Linked DNA regions of Mus musculus: region 1 is linked to region 2. A link is a contact called in public HiChIP or PLAC-seq data. All regions are on one chromosome and are shown on one strand. Each heading gives the region's core, a stretch centred on a gene start, on an enhancer-like site or on the middle of the called end of the contact. The rest is flanking DNA. Distances are from core to core; before and after follow the strand shown.

Evidence for each region. HiChIP or PLAC-seq counts read pairs in DNA pulled down with a chosen protein or histone mark.
Region 1: a contact with region 2 is called in a FOXA1 HiChIP or PLAC-seq map of pancreatic cancer cells. The contact joins two enhancer-like sites. A contact is called at or near these places in 11 of 484 Hi-C or Micro-C datasets (the AML12 cell line, the C2C12 cell line, adipose-derived mesenchymal stem cells and 7 more) and 1 of 115 datasets of contacts at active chromatin or transcription factors (pancreatic cancer cells).

What each region holds. Positions count from the first base shown.
Region 1 is chr15:54,784,655-54,790,781 of GRCm38.p6, reverse strand. No RefSeq gene overlaps it. Among named protein-coding and RNA genes, the nearest start is that of Ccn3, 42 kb to the right of the region's middle. Within about 2 kb of position 3,386, at least 9 of the 459 cell types and tissues checked have an H3K27ac peak or open chromatin away from gene starts, as enhancers often do. A contact at or near this core is called in pancreatic cancer cells, where this site is marked.
Region 2 is chr15:54,493,825-54,499,253 of GRCm38.p6, reverse strand. No RefSeq gene overlaps it. Among named protein-coding and RNA genes, the nearest start is that of Mal2, 75 kb to the left of the region's middle. Within about 2 kb of position 2,528, at least 29 of the 459 cell types and tissues checked have an H3K27ac peak or open chromatin away from gene starts, as enhancers often do. A contact at or near this core is called in pancreatic cancer cells, where this site is marked.

The DNA of each region.
Region 1 (6,127 bases), core at 2,137-4,636, 290 kb before region 2:
CAAAGTGGCCTCCAACTTGACCAGAGCTGGATGGGTGAAAGGCAGTACAGTGAGGCAAACCCCAAAGGCTGAGACTGGGGAACCATGGTTCACAGGGTGTCTTAGTCAGTGTTTTAACTGTGACAAAACACCATGACCAAAAAGCAAGTTGGGGAGGAAAGGGTTTATTTGCCTTACACTTCCAGATCATAGTTCATCACTGGAGGAAGTCAGGACAGGAACTCACTCAGGGCTGGAATCTGGAGGCAGGAGCTGATGCGGTGGTCGTGGAGGGGTGCTGCTTACTGGCTTGCTTCCCGTGGCTTGCTCAGCTGCCATTTTCTAAAACCCAGGACTACCAGCCCAGGAATGGCACCACCCTCAATGGTGCCCCATTGATCACTAATTGAGAAAATGCCTTCCAGTTGGACCCAACTGTGGTTCCTTTCTCTGTGATGACTCTAGCTCGTGTCAAGCACACACACACACACACACACACACACACACACACAGAGGCACATACACACACACAAAGGGCTGCTATTTACAATTAGGCAAATGGAGTCTATGGCAAGTTGATTTCTGCCTTTTGTAATCAAAGAATATTGAGATATTAGTATTTTTCTCAGTGATGAAGTCAATAAATGTGATGGCAGGATTGATCAGAGACCACTTAGAACTCACACCGGTAACAGTGGTAACAGTAACTGTGCTTTTTGGCAGCTATTAGCCATTCTGTAAAGGAAGAGAACAAAGAACCTGATGACTTGGTCAATGGCTGACTCAATTGTTGTCATCACAGCTTCTTTTTTGAGTCTGGTCTTCACATAGATCAGGAGCCTTTAGGCTGACTTTATGCTAATGGAATTTGAGACCATTAAAACACTCAACTTTGATTATACATCCTGCCCTCTAACCTAATTCAAGTGGAATGTGGGTACCTTCATGGAGCTTTTTATAAAAGGTGAGGCACCCAGAGGCTGGTGAAGGGCTCATCCTTATAAGGATGGCATGCTGGAGAGTGCATGCGTTAAGGTTGCACGCACACTGAGAGAGTGAAGAACGAATCTTGCTACTAAGTGGAATGACCCAGGACAGAGTCAGAACAAGGATGCTACTTCAACATGGTAGGAAACCATGGGATGTTGGACTCAAAAGACTTGAGATCATAAAAGTCCTGGGGGAAAAAAGGAGAGAAATGGTTTCACCCTAAGGGACTCTCAAGAACCTTCATAACTAAACACAAAAGATACCTTTTGGGGTCAAGACTATTGTTAGATATAGGGTAAAAGTTAGTGGAAATTTGATGCTCGTCATACATGTCTGCATCCTGCTTTTGATGACTGCATGGCACTTCTGTAGGAGAATGCCCCTGCTACTAGGATTCCACACTCAGCATGTGGTTGAGGCATCATGCCTACACTGACTTCAATTGAGCTGTTAAAAGTCTTTACTGTAGCAGACGATATGGGTCCTTGGGTAAAGCACCCATTCTGACAACCTGAATTCCATCCCCAGGACCCACTTTGTGGAAGAACAAAACCAAAAAATTCCAAGTTTTTCTCTGACCTCAACACACATAATGTGGCACATGTATACACACTGACACACAGACACAAGCAAACACACACACACATACACATACACACACACAGAGTTCAGAGTTTAAAAACTGAATTCAGGAGAGATAAAATTAATGAAGACAGTTCAAGTTAAAACGAGGATGAAATTGCAAAACTCAGTAAACCAATTGAATCCCGAGGAAAGCCTTGCTGGTCCAATAGACTAGGACGAATAGAAAATAGAATAGAATACCAGGACTTGAAGACAGAGTAGAGGAAGAGTACCACTCAATCACAGAATATTAAAACATACAAAAGGATCATGTAAGAACTTTGAGATACCATGAGAAGATCAAATTAATTAATTTTGATCATAGAACAAAGAAAGGAATAACAGGTCTATTATATGGACCATATCTTCAACTGAATAATAGAAGAAATCCTCCCCAAATTAAGGAAAACATACCCAATAGAGGAAGCACACAGAGTAGCAAATAGGAGCAGAATGAAAACTCCCCCTGGTGTATTGTGGTTAAAACAATAAAGGCATAGAACAAAGAATGGGTATTGAAAATTGAAAGATAGCTGGGCGGTGGTGGCTCACTCCTTTGATCCCAGCTCTCGGGAGGCAGGCAGAGGTTGATGGATCTCTGTGAGTTTGAGGCCAGCCTGGTCTACAGAGTGAGTTCCAGGACAGCCAGGATTACACAGAGAAACTCTTTCCTGACACTGCTTTCCACCCCAAAAAAACTGAAAGAGAAAAACCACAAGTTACATATAAAGGAAAATCTATCAGAATAACAAATGACTTCTCAATGGGAAAAAAGTGTGCTGTATGTGTGTGTGTTGTATATGTGTGGGATGAGGGTGGTGTGTGTGTGTCTGTGGTGTGTATGTGTGTGGTGTGTTATACATGTGTAGGATGTGTGTTGTGTGAGATATGTGGTGTGTGTGTGTGTTTGTTTGTGTGTGTGTGCGTGTATTTAATGGCACTGGGAATTGAAACTATTCCCTTGTACATCCTAGACAAATGCTCTACTGCTAAGTCTCATTTCCAATTTATGGTTTAATGAACCATGATCTTATTATATAACTCAGATAAACCTTCAATTTGTTGTACAATCCAGGCTGTCCTTAAGCTTTCAATCCTCCTGCCCACTCCAAGTGATGAGATTACAGGTGTACTGGCCAGTTTCATGTCAACTTGACACAGCTGGAGTATCACAGAGAAAGGCACTTCAGTTGGGGAAATGCCTCCATGAGATCCAACTGTAAGGCATTTTCTCAATTAGTGATCAAGGGGGAAAGGGCCCTTGTGGGTGGGACCATCTCTGGGCTGGTAGTCTTGGTTCTATAAGAGAGCAGGCTGAGCAAGTCAGGAGAAGCAAGCCAGTAAAGAACATCCCTCCATGGCTTCTGCATCAGCTCCTGCTTTCTGACCTTCTTGAGTTCCAGTCCTGACTTCCTTTGGTGATGAACAGTAGCATGGAAGTGTAAGTCAAATAAACCCCTTCCTCCCCAACTTGCTTCTTGGTCATGATGTTTGTGCAGGAATAGAAACCCTGACTAAGACAACAGGTGTACATCCTATCTCCCTGCTAGGAAAGCACTTTAAAAAAAAAAAAAACCCACATATTTGTCAATCTCATCTCCGGAGAATCTTGATGGATACCCTGGGGGCTGATCCTGAATGATGTTACATTATTTCCAGGAGAGTTTGCTGTGAGAGTCCAGAAGGGGTGGGGGAATACAGGCCCCAGATTCTGGTGGGAAAGTGGGATGCATACTGGAACAAAGAAGTTGTCAATTAGAGCTGAGTATGCAGACCACACCCATTCACATTCTATCACTGAGTCAGGGAAACCACAAGCCACACTTCATGCAGGCCTGTGGAGAACTCTCCTGGTGGCATGAATAGTATCAGTTCTTTTACTAGGAGACTAAGATCCAGAAGGCTTATAGGCATGCATTTTCCAGATTAGGGATATGTCTTCTACCTTAGCTCAGATTCCGTTGCCCCATCAGGTTCATGTCCTTTTTACTCCCTTAGTCGTTCTTGCTCATGATGCAAGGAAAGGTTGGATGGTCAAACTAATTTTCACATCTCCTCTCCAGTGTTTCCCTTCTCATCTAATTTACTCTGTCAATGGCTTGGAAGCCTCCAAGAGCCTTGTTTGGGGCTGGATGTGCAGGGAGGGTGATAGTAGGTTGCACTTCAATGAACCCTGTAGATGACCTTGCCCGGGCTCATTTCAGGATCAGCTTACCTGTTTCTTTGGGGAACACAGCCATCTTTGTCTTCAAGTGGTTCCAAGCAGAGGGGAGAAGTAGCTTGAATTTGAGAGCAAGCCCTTGAAGGGCGCCATGAGTTCTGATCATTTATTAGTGCTTTACTACTGCAAATTAATCTCAAATCTACACGGGGGCCAGAAGTAGCCGGAGGTGTAGGAATGGCTTCCCCCACCCTTGCTTGACTGGAAAGTTAGAACATTTCCCACTTTCGGTGCTCAGAGCATTGGGGTTAATTGGGGTGATTTGCTTATTTTCAAAGCTTAACAGATGATTGCCTGTTCTGGCACCCTTTCCTGATCAAGGTAGTGCTGTTTTATTTGTGTCCTGTAAGTTTTATAAATAGTCCTCTCTAAGTTCATTTCTCACTTCATAATCTCTTTGAAAAGAAGCTTTTTTTTTTGAGGTGGAATTCACATATGATAAACTCACCTTAAAAGCAGAGACTTTATGAGAGTCTATGAATGTAAACACCCATGTAGCCTTCACCTCCATTCAGACATGGAATATTCCAGTATTCCAGGACACCCTCCTCCCCCTGTCCCTTTGCTCTAGTCTCTCCCTGTTCGGGGACACCACAAGTAAATTGTTTCAATCCTGGTTTTGCCCATCTAGCAGTTTGTATAACTAGAAACATACGCTATGCCCTCTTTCCTGTCAGGCTCCCCGTGCTTAGCGTAATTTCGAAAAACTGTCCATGTTTTTTTGCGTCTGTCAGTCTTTCACTACTGTCTTCTCCCATCTTAGCATCATTTATTGACTTATAAGTATACATAATTTGCATTTCAAACATTTTATTTTGAAACAGCTTAGACTTACAGAAAAGATGTAAACGGTCAAGTAGAACTTCTTACTGTACTTTATTACCTGTATGTTTTAATGGGGCATTCTCTCATTGGGACTAAGCTCACTGGCTGGTGGAGAACATCACAGAGGCGCAGAGACATGATGTCCAGGGTGAGGAATTTCCATGTGTTTATGCCAAATTTGAGCCACTTGTTTACATAATGCCTGGTAGATTTTTTTTTTTTTTGGTAAGGATTTTCTATCTTCAAATTTTATCTTTGTATCAAGTCTAGATCACACTCAAGGTAAGGATGGTGAAACTCTGCCTCTGGATGGAGAAATATTGAAGAGTTTTCGACACATTATATTGATTGCATGGTCAGTAAGATAATGTGAGGCTGTGCCAACAAGCCCAATGATTCTCATATTTGTCAATTGACTTCTGAAATGAGTATTCTAATGACTTTTGTTTTCTCTTTTTCATTTATTAGAGTTCTGTGAGAAAGCATTTTCTATTTCTTCCAACTTATCCATTCATTTGTTTATCTGACTTCAGTCCTGGCTGTTTATAATTTTTTATTGGATATTTTCTTTATTTACATTTCAAATGTTACCCCCTTTCCTGGTTTTCCCCATGCCCCGGAAACCCCCTATTCTATTCCCCCTTCCCTTGCTTCTATTACGGTGCTCCCCCACCCACCCACCCACTCCTGCTTCCCTGCCCTCCCATTCCCCTACACTGGGGCATCAAGCCTTCACAGGACCAAGTTCCTCTCCTCTCATTGATGCCTGACAAGGCCATCCTCTGCTACATTTGTGGCTGGAGCCACGGGTCACTCCATGTGTACTCTTTGGTTGATGGTTTAGTCCCTGGAAACAATGCGGAGCAGGTCTGGTTTGTTGATATTGTTTGTTCTTCCTATGGAGTTGCAAACTGTTTCAGTCCCTTCAGTCCTTTCTCTAACTCCTCCATTGGGGACCCCGTGCTCAGTCCAATGGTTTGCTCAGTCCAATGGTTGGGTGCGAACATCTGAGCATCCGCCTCTGTACTTGTCAGGCTCTGGCAGAGACTCTCAGGAGACAGCTATATCAGACTCCAGTTAGCAAGCACTTCACAGCATCCTCAACAGTATGTGGGTTTGATGACTATGTATGGGATAGATCCCCACGTGGGGCAGTCTCTGAATGGCCGTTCCTTCAGTCTCTGCTCCACATTTTGTCTCCATATTTCTTCCTGTGAGTATTTTGTTCCCCCTTCTAAGAAGCACTGAAGCACCCATACTTTGGTCTTCCTTCTTGAGCTTCATATGGTCTGTGAGTTGTAGTTTGGGTATTCTGAAATTTTGGGCTAATATCCACCTATCAGTGAGTGCATACCACTTGTTTTTTTGTGACTGAGTTACCTCACTCAGGATGATAGTTTCAAGTTCTATCCATTTGCCTACGAATTTCATGAAGTCATTGTTTTTAATAGCTGAGTAGTACTCCATTGTGTAAATGTATCTACCACA
Region 2 (5,429 bases), core at 1,279-3,778:
AGATGAAAACTTACAGAGTGTGGTCTGTGGACAGAGCCATTGAATGTGATTCATAAGTTCAACTCAATTAGATTATAAGTCAGTGGAAATAAGTTATGTATAAAAGTTCCCCATTTTAGAAACTGGAAAACGAACATTTCAAATAACATGTAAATAAAAGAAAGAAAATAAAAGGTGTGAGAAATAAATTTTGAATGGAATGATAAAATCATGGCATAAAAATAATGTGCTGTGGGTAAAACAGGATTCATTGTGAAATGTATCACACCAAATGCTTAACATTACAAGAGAAATGACCAAATCATTTATGTTTCAATAGCTTGCATCTAGATAAAATTAAACCAAAGAAAGGAGAAAATAAATAAATAAATAAATAAATAAGATAAAGATAACAACAACAGAAAAAATCAACAAAGTCAAAAGTTAAAGATCTCTGAGGATTTTGGGTACAGGTCAGAGTGGGAATAGGTACTTGCTGTATAGTCATGAGGGAAAAGAATGCAAATGAAAAAGGCCAGATAAAACAGTAACAAGACTGCTCTAAAGGAGGGAAAGAAGAAATGCAGAGAGACAAACAGACACCAGCACACAGAAACATAAATACTGATATTCAGTAAGGATGCAGGGCTCTTATTGTGTATCTTCCAGATAAGGAAGGATAAGGAAATATATTAAAGAATAATTTTCTAGCCCATTTGAAAATTTACACTAGACAAATTTCTAAAAAACAGCATATTAAAATGATAACAGAACATAACATATAGATCTTATTCATGGAATGTATTAAATATTCAAAAAATCTATTTTTAAAATAAAGAATGTCCAGGCCCATTTGGTGAGAGATTGTCTGATTCTATTAGACATTTAGGGAGAAAGTATCACCATGCTACAAAAATTCCTCCACAGAAGCAAAGAAATGGCTGGAAAGTTGAGTCAGAAGTTAAGGGCATTTGTTGTTTTTGCAGATGATCTGGGCTTGATTCCCAGCACACCACAGATAACAACTGTCTGTAACTTCAGTTTTAGGACATCTGTCACATTCATCTTCTGACCTTGGATGGCAAAAGACATGCACATGGTAGTGTACATGCACACATGCATCAAAACACTCATTACATAAAATAACAACATGGATTTTATACCTTGTTTTGTGAAGCTAACGCATGTACAATACACACACACACACACACACACACACACACACACACACACACACTGATTCATAAAAGTAGCACTTATCATTTAAAGATGGAAATACTTGATTCTAATTAATATATTTGATCATGTAATGTATTGCTTTCTCTTAACATAGGGACCAGAAAAAGGTGTCTGTTTTCAATACTTGCACCCCTGTTGTATTGGAAACTATAGCCCAAGCACTGAAGATAGAAATCAGGCCACAGAGATTAGGAAAGAAGGTACAAAATTTTATTTACAAATTTTAGAGTATATAGAAAGTAGAAGGGATGTGCAGCCTTAGAAATACTAACAAATACATTCAGCAGGAACCCGAGGGAGGCAAGAGGCACAGAAGATACAAATCTGGAGCAACAGACAATTGCAAAATATAATTTATAAGATAATATGATCTAAAATAAATTCAAAATCAAGTATCTTGAAAAGGATCAACAAATGTTTATTTTATTTGTTTATGTATATATAATTTATGCTTACTTGCAGGTATTCAAATAATATTTTATTGAAGAAAAAACAAATTTTATTGGACTGGAGAGATGTTTCAGTTGTTATGAATACTTGCTCTTGCAGAGGACTGGGTTTCAGTTTCCAGCATCTATACAGTGGCCCACAGTCATCTGCAACTCTGGTTTCTGAGGATCCAGTGATCTCTTCCAGTTTCTGTGCTCATCATGAATACATGTGGTGTACAGACATATACACAGGCAAACAAACCATATGCATAAAAAGTAAATCATACAGAAATCCATGAAAATAAAAATAATGTAGTAAGCCAGAAGAGTAAAGAATGATTTAGATAAATCAAGCCTTAGTCTAAGGAAGCAAGACAATGCCGGCCGACAGTATCAGTGATTTCCTACGTCGATTTCCTATTGTGATTTTTCGACCCTCTGAATTTCTCCCACTCATTGTATGCCCGCTCACCCTTGGATATGTTCCTTCCAGTGTCCCAAGCTAGAACTTCCAATGTCATCCACTCTGAACTTCACTCCTGTGTCTTTGCTCTTTTAGGGTACCAGGGTACCAACAGTTCCCCTTGTTTTCCTCTTCATTACTGTAACCTTTACCTAACCTGTGCCAGGTTGAGGTCACCTGTAGAACTGTGACCAAAAAAAGTTATCTAAGGGCCTCTCATAGTAGCCCATAACCTGTAGTCAATAACCTGCCTTGCTTCTCTGCTCTCATCTTGACCTTCACTGTGTTTGCCTTTGGGCCCACTGCCAAAGGTACTTTATCAAATGCAAGTTGGCTTTTAGTAGGATAAAGAGCTATGAGAGTTTGTGGGCACTAGTCAGACCACACTTCAGATGACACTCTGCGTGCAGTGTGTAACCTTGGGCATTCTACTAGCTTCTATTTCCTCATGTGTGCAATGAGGAAATCATAACCCTGAATATCAGGTGCTTGGGAACTTGAGTGACTCAGTAAAAGTTGTCTGACTTGTTTGGGGACCTCCACTAACTGTATTAATTATTTTACATAAGCATATATAAGCAAATATACAGACATATACTCTTCTATGTATTATGTATAATGGTTAAATATAACTCTTTCCTCAAGTTGGCATACAAAGCTATAGTCTTCATTGATTGTTAGTGTTTTATGTGTGTTTGTGGGGTTCTACATACCATGGTGTGCATGGTAGTTAGAGGCCAGCTTTTAGGAGTCAGTTGTTTTCTTCTGCCACTCTTTGAAGAAATGAGTCCTCAGGCTCCTCCTGTAAATGTTTTTACCTTCCTATCCTCTAACCTGCCAGCTGCCAGCTCTTCAGATTTAAAGAGTTATTTAGCTTATATGACAGTTGTCTTTGGGCCTTCATGTTCTGTAAAAGAAAGTCAGAGTTTGTTTTTATAAAAGGCTCTGGGAAGGGCCAACACCTTGCCCTTTTTCTGAGACAGGACCTTTTATTTACCACCTGCTTTCCCTGAAGTCTTCACCATATCTAAAATCTTTGTATAAGTTACTGTGGCTTTCTGTGGTTTGTTTGATGAGTTACAGTTTTTTTTTTTGTTTTTTTTTTTTTTTTTTTGTTTTTTTGTAATCCAGTGCAACACATAGAGAAAACATGAAGTCTGAAAAAAATCAACCATACGTGAAATGTCCAATCGTCTCTGTGCTGTAGAACCACGCCCAGCCAAACCCTTTCCCCTGTGACTGGCGGTGTCTGTCTCCTAACTTCTGAGTGATTCATACTGATATAAATGTAACAAGTTCTGGCCAGGAATGTTCCCTCTTGTTCTCCCCCTCTCTTTCTCTCTTTCCCCTCTCCTCCCTTTCCCCTCCCCTCCCCTTCCCTTCTTTTTTCTTCCTTTCTTATTTATTTATCTATTTATTTATAATTTATTTTTTACACTCCATATTCTATTCCCGTTCCCCCATCCACCCTCCCACACCTACATCCCACACCTCCTCCCACCACACCCTGTCTCCACGTGGATGCCCCCACCACACCTGGCTTCTAAACTCCCTGGGGTCTCCATTCTCTTGTCTCCTCCCCTTCCTTCTCCCTCTCCCAGTCCATCTCCTTCCCCTTCTCCCTCCCCTCCCCTTCCTCTTCCCTCCCTTCTTCCTTTCTTCTCTCTCTCTCTCTCTCTCTCTCTCTCTCCCTCCCTCTCTCTCTCTCTCTCTCTCTCTCTCTCTCTCTCTCTCTTCTTCCTCTACTCCTCTTTCTTCCCTCTCACCTTCCCTTTCTCTCTCACACCTTTTCCATCTTTCTCTCCCTTTCCCCCTTTCTCTGCCTCCTCTTCCATTTTTTTTATTTCTCATCTTCCCTCTTCCCCTCTTCTGATAAGCTGTTCAAACTGCAAAGATAACATCACTTTCCACTGATATCATAGTATCTATAGAACCAAATGATTTTCTCACCTGTAAATTGATGGGAAGTATAACAGGTGTGTGACTTAATACATGCAAGGTATGAAACTCTGAGCTACATTAGATTTTAAATGCCTTTGGCCTATGCCAAGGAAGTTGTTTGAACCCATAGATTCTAGTGGGAAGAAGGTAGGTCATTGGAAGGTATTCTGTTGAAGAGGATTTGGGGAATCTGCTCCTCCTTCTGTCTTTTGCTTCTTGCTATAATGAGGTGAGCCACTTGTTCTCACCACCAGGAGCCACATGCTTCCTGACATATGTGCTGCTTTGCAAAAGCACTGACCCACAGGGTCTACCAACGCTGGATCAAGACCATCAAACTGTTAGTCAAACTAGACCTTTTCTCTGGAGTTATATTAGCTATTTTTTTGCAGTTATAGTAAACAAGAGGATAACACAGTTACCCACCATAAGATTAGTCAGTAACTGCGAATATATAGCACTAGTACTCTATGGAACTGCAAATAGAGCACTGAAATGGACATGTATACATATACTGATATGACTGTTTTGTTTGTGCACATAATGTAAAATGTAGAAAACATGCCAAAGGCTGAAAGTTAATCTCCTTTGTTGTAGTTTTAATCTCCTTTGCATTCAACAGTGTACATTTTAAAATAAATGATTGAAAAGGTTGTAAACTGCTTCACTTGTTCAATTTTCTTCCATTTTATACCACTGAGATGGCAATTGTGTGCCAGACACTTTTTGATGGCATTTGTCACACAGGACAAATAGTTTTGCTAATACAGATATGTGAGGCTTAGATGCTGACAGAATCAGGTCTGGTGACACAGGCCTGGAATCATCTCAGATACTCACAAGACTGAGAGAGAAGGACTGCGAGGTCAAAGTCTGACATGGCTACACAGGGAGTTCAAGGCTGCCTCCCACAACTTAATTACCTTAAAATAATTGCCAGATGAGAAGAATATCAATCTGTTTTCTAAATCCCTAACTATGTGCCCATGGATGATTAGTGATGTTCTCAGCCCTAGCCACAGAGAGAAGCTGCTGCTGCCCAGCTTCTGCTCCTCCTCCTCCTCCTCCTCTTCCTCTTCTACTTCCTCCTTCTTTACCATTTCCTCTTCTTCCTCTTCCTCCAGTGGACACAGGTTAATGTAGAGATTCACAAATGATCTCAATACAGTGAATAAGAGACTGTGGCATGTTCAGCACAAATGAGACATCTATATCACACCCACCACCCCAAAGGTCAGGGAACCATTTGGAAACTGAGGCAGACAGATTATAAGAGCCACAGGTCAGGGAAGAGTGTCTTGTATGTTTGGACATGGCATGGCCTTTGCAATCATAAACCCACAGCAGCTCACTTTGACTGCAGTAGACACATACAA